Regions from separate parts of the Sus scrofa genome. Here region 2 is linked to region 1. Evidence: chromatin contacts called from public Hi-C data. All regions are on one chromosome and are shown on one strand. The core of a region is the stretch at or near the end of the contact, and the rest is flanking DNA. Distances in the headings are between cores, read along the strand shown. Region 1 overlaps CPNE5 (copine-5). Region 2 holds the start of CPNE5 (copine-5).

Evidence for each region. A called contact is a pair of places that touch in the nucleus more often than the background predicts.
Region 2: a Hi-C map of epiblast stem cells shows a contact between it and region 1, with 1.9 times the contacts expected there. The contact joins the promoter of CPNE5 here to the enhancer-like site in region 1. A contact is called at or near these places in 1 of 5 promoter capture datasets (liver) and 16 of 47 Hi-C or Micro-C datasets (alveolar macrophages, brain, embryonic fibroblasts and 10 more).

What each region holds. Positions count from the first base shown.
Region 1 is chr7:32,445,521-32,450,776 of Sscrofa11.1, reverse strand. It overlaps CPNE5 (copine-5), which reads left to right. Exons shown (of 23, transcript XR_002345691.1): 10 at 1-52; 11 at 4,893-4,997. Among named protein-coding and RNA genes, the nearest start is that of CPNE5, 60 kb to the left of the region's middle. Within about 2 kb of position 2,011, at least 5 of the 83 cell types and tissues checked have an H3K27ac peak or open chromatin away from gene starts, as enhancers often do. A contact at or near this core is called in epiblast stem cells, where this site is marked.
Region 2 is chr7:32,505,347-32,510,602 of Sscrofa11.1, reverse strand. It overlaps CPNE5 (copine-5), which reads left to right and starts at 2,213. Exons shown (of 23, transcript XR_002345691.1): 1 at 2,213-2,953.

The DNA.
Region 1 (5,256 bases), core at 762-3,261:
TTGGGAAGTCTGACCCCTTCTTGGTGTTCTACCGAAGCAATGAGGACGGAACGTGAGTTTGCAGGGGCACAGGATCGGGGGTGGAAGGTGGCAACTTGCCAGGCGGGGTGGCCCGGGCCATCTCCTCCTGGTGCTGCCCTGGGGCTGCCCTGGGGCCCCTGCTCTAGAGATGGCAGGGGCTCTGGGAAAGGCAGGGGCTCCAGGTAGCACCCTGGCCTCACAGATGGGGCTGGGGGTGGGGTAGGGGCAGCTTCTGAGCCCACAGCATCATCCTGAGGGTCTTAGCAATGGTGGGTGCTCAGCACGTCAGAGATGGAGGGAGTGGGCAAAAACAGGGCAAAGGTGGGAACGAGAGCCCCTCTGAGAACCCATTCCTTCACCCCTGTCTCTAAGCCTCACCCTCACCCACCCACAGCCTCCTGACACCCTGAGACCACACATTCCCCCACGATATCACACTCAGTGTGGCAAATTCGGACCTTTTCCCCAAATGGCTCCACACTCTGCCAAAGGCTTCATTCAAAACCCTTCACATATTTTTTTTCTTTTTTTTTTGTCTTTTGTCTTTTTAGGGCTACACCTGCGACACATGAAGGTTCCCAGGCTAGGGGTCCAATTAGAGCTACAGCTCTAGCCACCGGCCCACACCACAGCCACAGCAACTCGGGATCTGAGCTGCATCTTCGACCTACACCACAGCTCATGGCAATGCCGGATCCTTAACCCACTGAGTGAGGCCAGGGATTGAACCCGTACCCTCGTGGATGCTAGCCGGGTCCATTGACTGTTGAGCCACAACAGGAACTCCCCCCTCACATCTTTGAAGCCCCATTTCCCTCTGTCCTCTCCCTAATCTGGACGCCACCCACAATATGATGGAAAGACACACCACTCATTTGGCGAATGTAGGTCAGCCATGTACACAGATTCTAGGTTGAGGGTCTGGGGACCTAGGTCCTCTCCACCAATCTGTTGTGTGACCCCAGGCAAGGATGCTCCCTCTCTGGGCCTGTTTTCTCATCAGTAAAATAATCTGTTTGGATTAGGTGGTCTCCATAGTCTCTTTAAGCACCACAGCTCTGGGAGGCTTTGGCCACTTATGGCTGGAATTTGCAGAATAAGGAAGTGATGGGGCCAGGGAGGTTAATTAGAGAAACGCTGCTGGAGAAGGGGCACTAGGAAGCAGATTTTGAAGGAGAGGAAGAAAATGGGGCCACAGGGGTGGGGGGTGGGGGAGGAGGAGCCAGGAAGAATAACAGGCTAGAGAAATAGCGTGTGCAAAGCAAGTGTGCCCTGAGCAGAGGGCTGGGAGGCCTCCCAAAGTCCCCCAGAATCTGAAATCCTGTGTGTGTGTGTGTGTGTGTGTGTGTGTGTGTCTGTCTGTCTGTCTGTCTGTCTGTCTGTGTTGGGGGGCAGGGCAGAAATAGAGAGGAGGGGTGTTTCAGTTCCGGGGAAAACTGATTTTTAAGCCTGAACGTACAAAACAAAGGGAATTAGGTATGATCATTTGCATAACAAAAGGATTCTTTGTCTCACCAAAGGACTCCTAGCAGGATTTCTTTAAATAATTCTTGTTGACTTCAACTCCACTCGAGGGAGGGAGGAAGAGGCCTGAGTGATGTTCTGGGCACCCACGGAAATGTCCACGCGGGCCCCCCGCCCCCAGAGGGGCCACCCCGGGCTTGTGTCCGAGGTGAGGGCCGGCTGGCCAGCTGGAGGCGGGGATTCTGGTGGCGGAGCAGGAGATAGGTGTGTGGCGGAGTGTTTGCCAGTGATTATTCTAGCAGAGAGATGTGTAGGATGGATGAGGAGGGGGCGGGGGAGAGGGAGAGACTCGTGACTGACACGGTGAGCAGGTGGGAGGTGCTGCGCAAAAGCGAGCTGTGCTGCAGGGCGGGGGGGTGTGGTAGGCAGGGGAGGGCGCGGGGAGGGGAGGACCGGGCCGAAGGACAGTCCAAGACCTGGCGCAGCAGAGCCTGGGCAGGGACTGCGGTCACAGCCCCCTCCTGTCAGTGGAGCCACGGGTTCCCCAAGTGTTGACAGTGGCAAAGGCGCTGGTCAGATGAGGGAGGCCACGGAGGTTTACTGGGGGGCAAGTTTCCCTTGAAGCATGGGCTCGGGTCGGGGGAGGTGGGGGGGTACACACCGAAGGCAGCTGGAGAAACCGATCCAGAGGGGTGCGGGGAGTGAAGTGTCACGCCTGCCACGCCGGGAGGGCCATGGAAGGAAACAGCCACAGAGCAGCCATGTGCTCCTGGCACCGCGCAGACCTTGTCCTCTTCAATCAGAATCACCCGTCTGGGAGCAGGAGTGTGGTGATGGAGAACCAGGACAATTATGAGCTGTGTCACACTCGGCGTCTCCAACCCCATGGAACTTTCTGGGAGGTGGAAAGGTTCTGTATCTCACTGTCCCCTGTGATCGCCATTAGGTACACACAGCTGCTGAGCCCTGGAAAGGGCCTAGTGCGCGGGAGAAACTGAATCTCTCATTTCATTTCCTCTTAGTTAATTTGAATGTAAATAGCCACGGGTGGCTAGTGGCTGTCATTCCTGACTGTGCAGCACTACCTCTGAGGCTCACTTTCTTGGTGTGTGTGATGGGGATAATCAGAACATCTCCCTCGAGGGAAAGCCGGGAAGATTACATGAGTTAACCCCAGTTATTAGAACAGGGGGCCTGGCAGCATTAGTCACGGTTTTGGGAGGCCCAGTCACTTGCCCAGGGCTGCATAGCTGCCAGCTGTGGTCCTGGGACCAAAACCCACATCTGTGTAACCTTCTTGGTGTATACTCCCCCACACGCTGCCCCAAGTGTGTGTCGAAAGGAGTTGAGCCGGGAAATGACTGCAAAGGTCATTTCCACGCTAGGGCCTCATCTCGCACAGCAGGTGCATCAGGGAGTCTGAGGGGCTTGTGGGTTCCGTGACTGGGGGCTAGAGGGAGCTTAAAGAAAGTGGTTTCAGGCAAGAGTCTGAACAGAAAGCCAACCACACAGAGCTCAGGAAGAAAGACATGGAGGAGAAATGAGAATATAATAGCTTAGAAGCCCTGGTCAGGAAGTTTGGCTGGCAAGGGAGAGGCATGAGAGAAGGCAGTGGCTCCAAAGAAGTGGGCAGTGGGGAGGCTGGGAGGGTCCAGGGCAGGTCTGTGTGATGCTTCCAGATGGGAAGTCAGGGCCTCTGGGCGGTCGGATCTCCCTCCCCTCACCGACAGTTGCTGCTCCTGATCCTCCCCCCTGCCACCCCACCACCCACCCCAGGCTCCCCTTCTGGCCCCAGCTAAGGGCAGCCGTGGCCCCTCCTCTTCCCATCCCCATCCCTGTCCTCCTCACCAGCTCTGGGGTGTGTGGGGAAGTCTCCCACGTGTACCTCACACTCCAGCGGGTGGGCGAGAAGGAGCACAGAAGAGGAACACTGAGCCGCAGTGACAGGAATGACATTTTGACTTGAAAATTGCCAGAGAAGAAATGGCACAGGCTGTGTGGGCTCGGGTGGGGCCTGGGCGCTTTCCTGGGTGGCCTTTCCAAGCCAGAAGGTAGCTGGGCTAAGGCAGAAAAGTCTCCAGGGACAGTCCCTGCCCTATACTCCCCCTGGGCTCCCCCCTCCGTGGAGTAGGATAGGCTTCTGGAATAGGGCCAGCCAGGCATGGCATGGGGGGTGGGCAGGGGTGCTGGATTGGGGCTTAGCTGGGATGAAGCCAACTCTGCACTTTCAGTTTGCAAAGCAAGCTCCTGGATTCAGACTAAAAGAGCTGACAGGGTCTTAGAGATCACCTAAGCCAAGGGCTTTATTTTCACTGGCTTGAAATGCCAGTGAAAGCTATAGAAACTCTCCTCTAAGAGATACACTTATTCATTAGTTCATTCCAAAAAAAAAAAAAATTACTCAAACACTTACTAAGTGCCAGGCGCTATTCTGGGCACTGGAGATATACCAGTGAACAAAGAAGACAAACCCCTGCCCTTACGGAGCTTACATCTTAGTGACAGGCTGTAAAAGAAGTCAGGAGAAAGATAGGCCATGTCAAACATCAGATGATGACAGATGTGATGGGGAAAGCAGCATGGAAGGGGACTAGGAGGTGTCAGAGTCAGGGGACCAGGGGCTTATACATTTTAGATAATGGTGCTCTGGGCAGGTGCTCACGTCAAAGACATGACATTTGAGCAAAGGCCTGAAGGAAGCGGGGAGGTGAACCATGAATGTGGCAATCTGGGAGACGATGCTCCAGGCAGGGGAACAGTGAGCACATAAAACTCAGACATCCAGTTCCACCGACGCTTCCAAGGGTTCACAGACCCCTAAAACCCGTCCCCAGACCCTTCCATGGATCTCAGATGAAGAGAGTCTGAGAGTTCCTGTTGTGGCTCAGTAGATTCAGAACCTGACTAGTATCCACGAGGATGTGGGTTTGAATCCCGGCCACCCTCAGTGGGTTAAGGATCCGGTGTTGCCATGAGCTGCGGCTCGGATCTGGCGTTGCAATGGCTGTGGCAAAGGCCAGCAGCTGCAACTCTGATTCGAGCCCTGGTCCAGAGCCCTATCTCCTGACACTCCCCCTGATGCAGGAATCCTCACTGGAAATGCAGGAAATGGATGTCTAGGAGCTCCCTGGGGGTGCAGCAGGTTAAGGATCTGACATTGTCACTGCGGTGGCCCGGGTCACTGCTGTGGTGCAGGTTTGACCCCTGGTCTGGGAACTTCCACATGCTGTAGGTGCAGCCGAGAAAACAAAACAAAACAAAAAGAAATGGCTGTCTAGTTTTGCCTCACAAAGCCATTGTTTCTGCTGTCTGGCAACTGCTGAGATGAAGCAGCCAGCCCCTCTGCTGACCTGGCTTCTGCCTCCCTTGGGGTCGGGACTGACAGCCTTCCCTCTCTCCTTTGCCAGGTTCACCATCTGCCACAAGACTGAGGTCATGAAGAACACCCTGAACCCAGTCTGGCAAACTTTCTCCATCCCTGTGAGAGCCCTCTGCAATGGGGACTATGATCGGTGAGACAAGAAAATGCCCTCCACCCCGTATAAGTGTGGGAGGCACAGTCACGGGCACGGGGACAAGGGCTGGCCCATCCGTTCGAGCAGAGCCTCCCAGGGTTGCATGCGGGTGGCCATCTGCCTCCCTGGACATCTCCTCCCAGCCCTGCCCTCCCCACGCCCCCCTCTTTCCTCCCAGTCTGACGTTCCCATTAGAGGAAGCCCTGCCCCAGGGTGGGGGGTTGGGAGGTGCCTGAAGTCCCAGAGGGGGTGGGGG
Region 2 (5,256 bases), core at 964-3,463, 60 kb before region 1:
GCAACGCGGGATCCGAGCCGCGTCTGCAACCTACACCACAGCTCACGGCAACGCCGGATCGTTAACCCACTGAGCAAGGGCAGGACCGAACCCGCAACCTCATGGTTCCTAGTCAGATTCGTTAACCACTGCGCCACGACGGGAACTCCTCATGGATGTTTTTTTTTTTTCTTTTTACAGCCGAACCTGTGGCACATGGTAGTTCCTGGGCTAGGGGTCCAATCAGAGCGCGAGCTGCCGGTCTATACTGCAGCCACAGCAATGCAGGATCCGAGTCACATCTGTGACCTACACTGCAGCTTGCGGCAATGCCAGATCCTTAACCCACAGAGCGAGGCCAGGGATTGAACCCGAATCCACACAGACACTGTGTCGGGTACATTAACTCACTGAGCCACAACGGAAGCTCACGTGGATGGCTTTTAAAACCCTCCATCATTCGGCCCCATCCTAAGAGGTGGTCAAGACTCTTGTTCAGAGTCAGGCTTTGGTCTCAACAGCCTAGGTTCACCTTCTTGCTCTCCCACTTCCCAGTTGGGTAATCATGGGTGAGTTACTTAGCTTCCCTGGGATAATAATACCTCACACCTATACTTATTTTAAGACCTTATAATCGTGCATGGTCCTTATGAATATACTAAAAACCACTGATCTGTGTACTTTAAGATGGTGAATTTTATAGAACAGGAAAGTATCTAAAAATTAAGCATGGCGTCTGCCCTAGGATAGGCTCTTTGAAAACAGAGTGGTGATTATCATTCTTACCAAGGAGATTTCCCAAGGGCGGGAGCACCTGGCCGGGCACAGGGCAGGTACTCTGTAAACACTGGCAGAACATTCCATAAGTATGTTTGAAGCATGTCCAAGACAGGTATGGGGTGGGGGAATGGAGGGCACAGACATTCCAAGCCCAGTTTTTCGCTCTTGGGGAATGGAGGCCGGACTAATTCCTGGTGGTGACAGGGCCTCAAGGCTAAACCGGAGAGAGGGTGGAGCCCTCCTACCCAGTAACCGCCCACTGCCCTGGGAATCCCAGCGCCTTTGTTCTGGGTATCCCAGGTGACAGAACCCAGTCCAGCCAATCCTGAGCCATGGCTAAACGGAGAACACTTAACCCTAGAGGATGAACCTGTTCTTAATATTTTTCTTTGACTGGCTGTATGTGATGTTCTGGGAATTGACTTCAAACAATCGCAACGCCCCGTCAGGCGTCAGGCCCCGCTGCCAAAGCCAGGCCTAGAGGGCGGGGCTTTTCCCGGGCCAGCCTCAGGCTCCAGGCCTCCCCAGACCCCTCCCCGGGGCACAAAGGCGGCTCGGTCCAAACGCTAGGCGGTGGGAGCAGAAGGGGAGATTCCAGCTCAACAAAGCTGAGACAGGCTGAGGAGGGGCTGTGGGGGATTTCCTAGAAACCAGCCAATGTGCGAGGCCCAGGGGAGACGCCACGGAGCTGCAAACCCAGGTCCAGAAGGGCGAGACTGGGTCAGGGTCGGCCGCAAAGGGCTGGCTGGGAGGGGGCCGCCTGGGAGGCCCGCCTCAACTCTCTCCTCTCTCCCGAGGCTGGGATCTCCCACGGCTGGGATCGGAGCCTCGCACACAGCAGGCTCGGTGCAGGTTTCAGAAAAGCCCGGGGAGCTTGAACCACCCTGTGCTTGGAGGAAGCTTCTAGACCTGAGAGCTGGCTCAGCCTTGTGGTCACGACGACGGGACGCGGGTGGGGTGGGGGCGCTGGTGAGTGGCTTAGGTAGCTAATTCCGCGTGGCCAGGCCCAGAGGGAGCCAGAGGCGGATATTGGGGCGGGCGGGGGGCGCCCATACGCCCACCCTGCCTAGGCCTAAAGGGAAGCCGAGGCCGCCCCTCTGGGCACTGGGGTCGCCCCCACAGTCTTCCCCAGGAGATGAAGAGTCTGTTTCTGGACCGAGACCCGCCCCTTGGTGGGGCGCACCCTCAGCAAAGACACACACCCCCAAACCTCTGGGGGTGGGGGTGCTGTCTCTTTGCATACGTGCCCCCCCCCCGCCCGGCTCCGCACAGACCCTTCTCTTACAGATGCCCTTTGGTTCACACATCCCTCTTCCTTCCCGGCATCTGGAACCCCGTCCCCACGCGCGCCACACGCACGCACACACAGACTCACACGCTGGCACGGACACACTCACACCCGCGCGCAGACCCCGCCCGCGGCCCCGCCCCGGCCCCTGCGGGCGCCCCCTCCGGCGTTCGAGGACCCGGCACGCAGCCGGCCCCGGGTGGCGGGAGGCGGCGGCTTGGGGCAGATTTGATTTTCCCGCAGCCCAGGCGCCCCGGAGCCGGAGTCCGAGCCGAGGAGGTGGCGCTCGCAGCCGCGTCCCCAGCCCCGCCGCCGCCCGCGAGGAGACCCGGCGGGAGGCGGCGCAGCCTCTGAGCTCAGGGCTCGCTCGGCGCTGCTTGAGTCCCACCACCCCCACAGCCCGCGCCCCATCCCGCCCCCCACGCCCCTCGCCTTCTCCTGCACCTCCTCTGCCCCCACCCCCAAACTCCCCGCCCCTCTGCCGGGGCCGCTGGCCACGACTCCGCGAGTCCCTCCCCGCGCCCCTCCGGCTTTCCCCGCTGCGCCCGGCTCCCTGAGCTGCTTGCCCCTCTCCGCTGGGCCCCCAGCCTCGTCGCGTCACCCGCACCCTCTCCTCTATCCTCGGCCCCCGCTCCCTCCGCCCCCCTTCCCTCTCTCACTTCCCACGCCCCCTCTTTCGCTCTCCTCTCTCCTCCCTTTGCCGCCCAGCCCCAGCTCCGGAGTTGGGGGAGAGACCAGGGTTTCTGTTGCTCCGGAGCAGGCGTGAATCGCGCAGGGATTGACGAATTTAGGGTGGGGGGCACGGTGGGCTATGGAGCAGCCCGAGGACATGGCGTCGCTGAGCGAGTTCGACTCCTTGGCGGGCAGCATCCCGGCCACCAAGGTGGAGATCACCGTGTCCTGCAGGTGAGCTGCCCGCTGGCCGGGGCCCCCCTGCCCCGCCCCTGGACCCGAAGCCCCTCGGCCCCTGCGGCTGCGACCCTCTGCCTTCGCGCGCCCGCTTCCAGAGTCCTTTCCTCCAGGACGCCCCTCTGCCTGTGGGGCAAGAGCCCCTGTCCAGCCACGGGTGGCGACGGGGGATTGGGAAAATAGGTTTAGGGTCGTTTCCCGGAAAGTTTGCACTCGCGGCTGTTGTTGTGAGGAGATAAGACACAGGAAAGGGCCCAGGCGCACGAGTGGGGAGACGGAGGTAGTGAAAGGACGTGGCAGGGTCTTCACGCAGTCTCTTTCTGATTATCCCCTCCCCAAATCGAGAAAAGAGTGGTTGCCTCATTCCTGCCAGGCGTGCCCAGCCTCTGCCCTCTGTGCCCTCCTCTCTCTTCCCCCCTCTCCTTTGCCCCAACCTTCTCACTCTCTCCTTCCTCACCCACCCACCCACTATTCTAGACCCAGGATTCTAAAGCCTTTCATCACCTCCGACAACAAAATGACTCTTGGAAAAGGATCATATTGATTCATTCATCCTGAGGTGTGGATAACTGATAACAACTTAAAGAGGCACATTAAAAAAAATAAATAACCGGGGTGCAAAATCTTAAGCAGAAGGACTAGAACACTGAGTGTGGAATTTTAGAGTCCAGCAAGGGTGTGTGTGTGTGTGTGTGTGTGTGTGACATGTCACACAGGTTTCAGGAGTGACTTCTCCATCTAAACTGGGTCTCCCCCCGGTTCTTCTGTCTGAGAGGAAGGCTGCCCAGGCAGCAAGGGGTACAGTGGGGAAGGGAGGATTTTTCCCTAGTGTAGTCACCCTGTGGCTGGCCCAGGGATTCTGAGGGGCAACTGTGGCCTATGCATAGTTCACCTCTTGAGTTTTTGCTGGAGATGCCATTCCCCCACCCAAATGACCAACAGCATTTTTGGGTTCTGGGTGTGCACTTGTTCCAAAGAGCCACCCCATCCTCTTCCAGGCTCCTCTTTGGTCAGACCTTTTATCCACCCTCACAGCCCCCCAACCCTGTATCCCAGAGGTGCAGCACTGAGAAGGTGTAGATGGAGTCAGAGTAGCCAGTCTGGGATGTGAGAGAGGGAAGGACTGGGGGGTTAGGGGGGTTAGATTGAGTGCGGGTGAGGGCTGATGAGGTTAAACACAGCTGGTCCCCTGCGTCAGGCCCTTCTGGGGACCCCTGTGATAGCCCCACCCATCTCCCCCTTGGTCCCACACACAGTTTTGTCAGAATTATCTCCCAAGGCCATTTGCATCATGCCATTCCTCTGCTGGGAGATTCCTGATGGCCCATTAGCTCCAGTCTCACCAACCTCAGCCATCAACAGCTGCCACAAACCGCCCTCCCCTCTCCCGCGGGGCACATGTCCCCGCTCCTGACACTCCTTCCCAACCTTCAGTCACGCCTGTGTCAGAGCTGTCTTAGGATCCTTCTCTCCTCAGAGGCTCCAAACAGCCTGTTCCCCATCCAGACCTCACCCCTCCTTGATCTCTACCCATTCATGTCCACCCATCCTGAAAGGCCTGGCCCCGTACTCCCCACTTCCAGCCCTCCTCACCCATGAGATGCCCAGCCCGGATCACTGTCTTTATGGCCCCTGGGTCCTGAGTGCTCAGCCTGGGCCACAGGGTCTCTCACACACTGAACACGAAAATCTCAGAAGCCCTCTTCCCCCAAAGCAGTTTTGTAGGCATTTGAGGGCGGGGATCCCCACCCTGACTCAGACTCTCTACTCCAGGGGAGAGGAGGAGTCAGAGGGCGAATGGCATGGTGGCTTTGGAGTCAGACACCTTCACATGGAATCTGCGCCACCACTGGGGGCAAACTTTTAGCCTTGGTTTCCCCCATTTGTCAAGTGCAAACAAAGAGCCTGGATTCGTTGAGAAACATTTGCCAAGGTAGCCCCTGTGCTTGGAAGCATGGCTGGCTCCCAGCAGGTACTCAGCAAATACTGTTGGAGGAATTTGCTTACTGTTGGAGAGGATCATTAGGCATCTAGCACCCTACTTTGTGCTTGCTTTGCACACACAGTAGTTGCTTAATAAAGAGCTACAATGATTACTGTAAGGCAATGGTGCTTGGCCCCTCCTGTTTACTCTCTGGAAGTGGTGATGTCCCAAGGATTCAAACCTTTTGCCTAAGCATTACTCAGGGATATAATTGAATTCTGACGGGGGTGGGGGTGGGGGTGGGGTTCTGGGATCCCATCCCCTTTCATGTGATGTCAGCCTGAGGCGAGCATGACCCAGGGGATGGTAAGTGGGT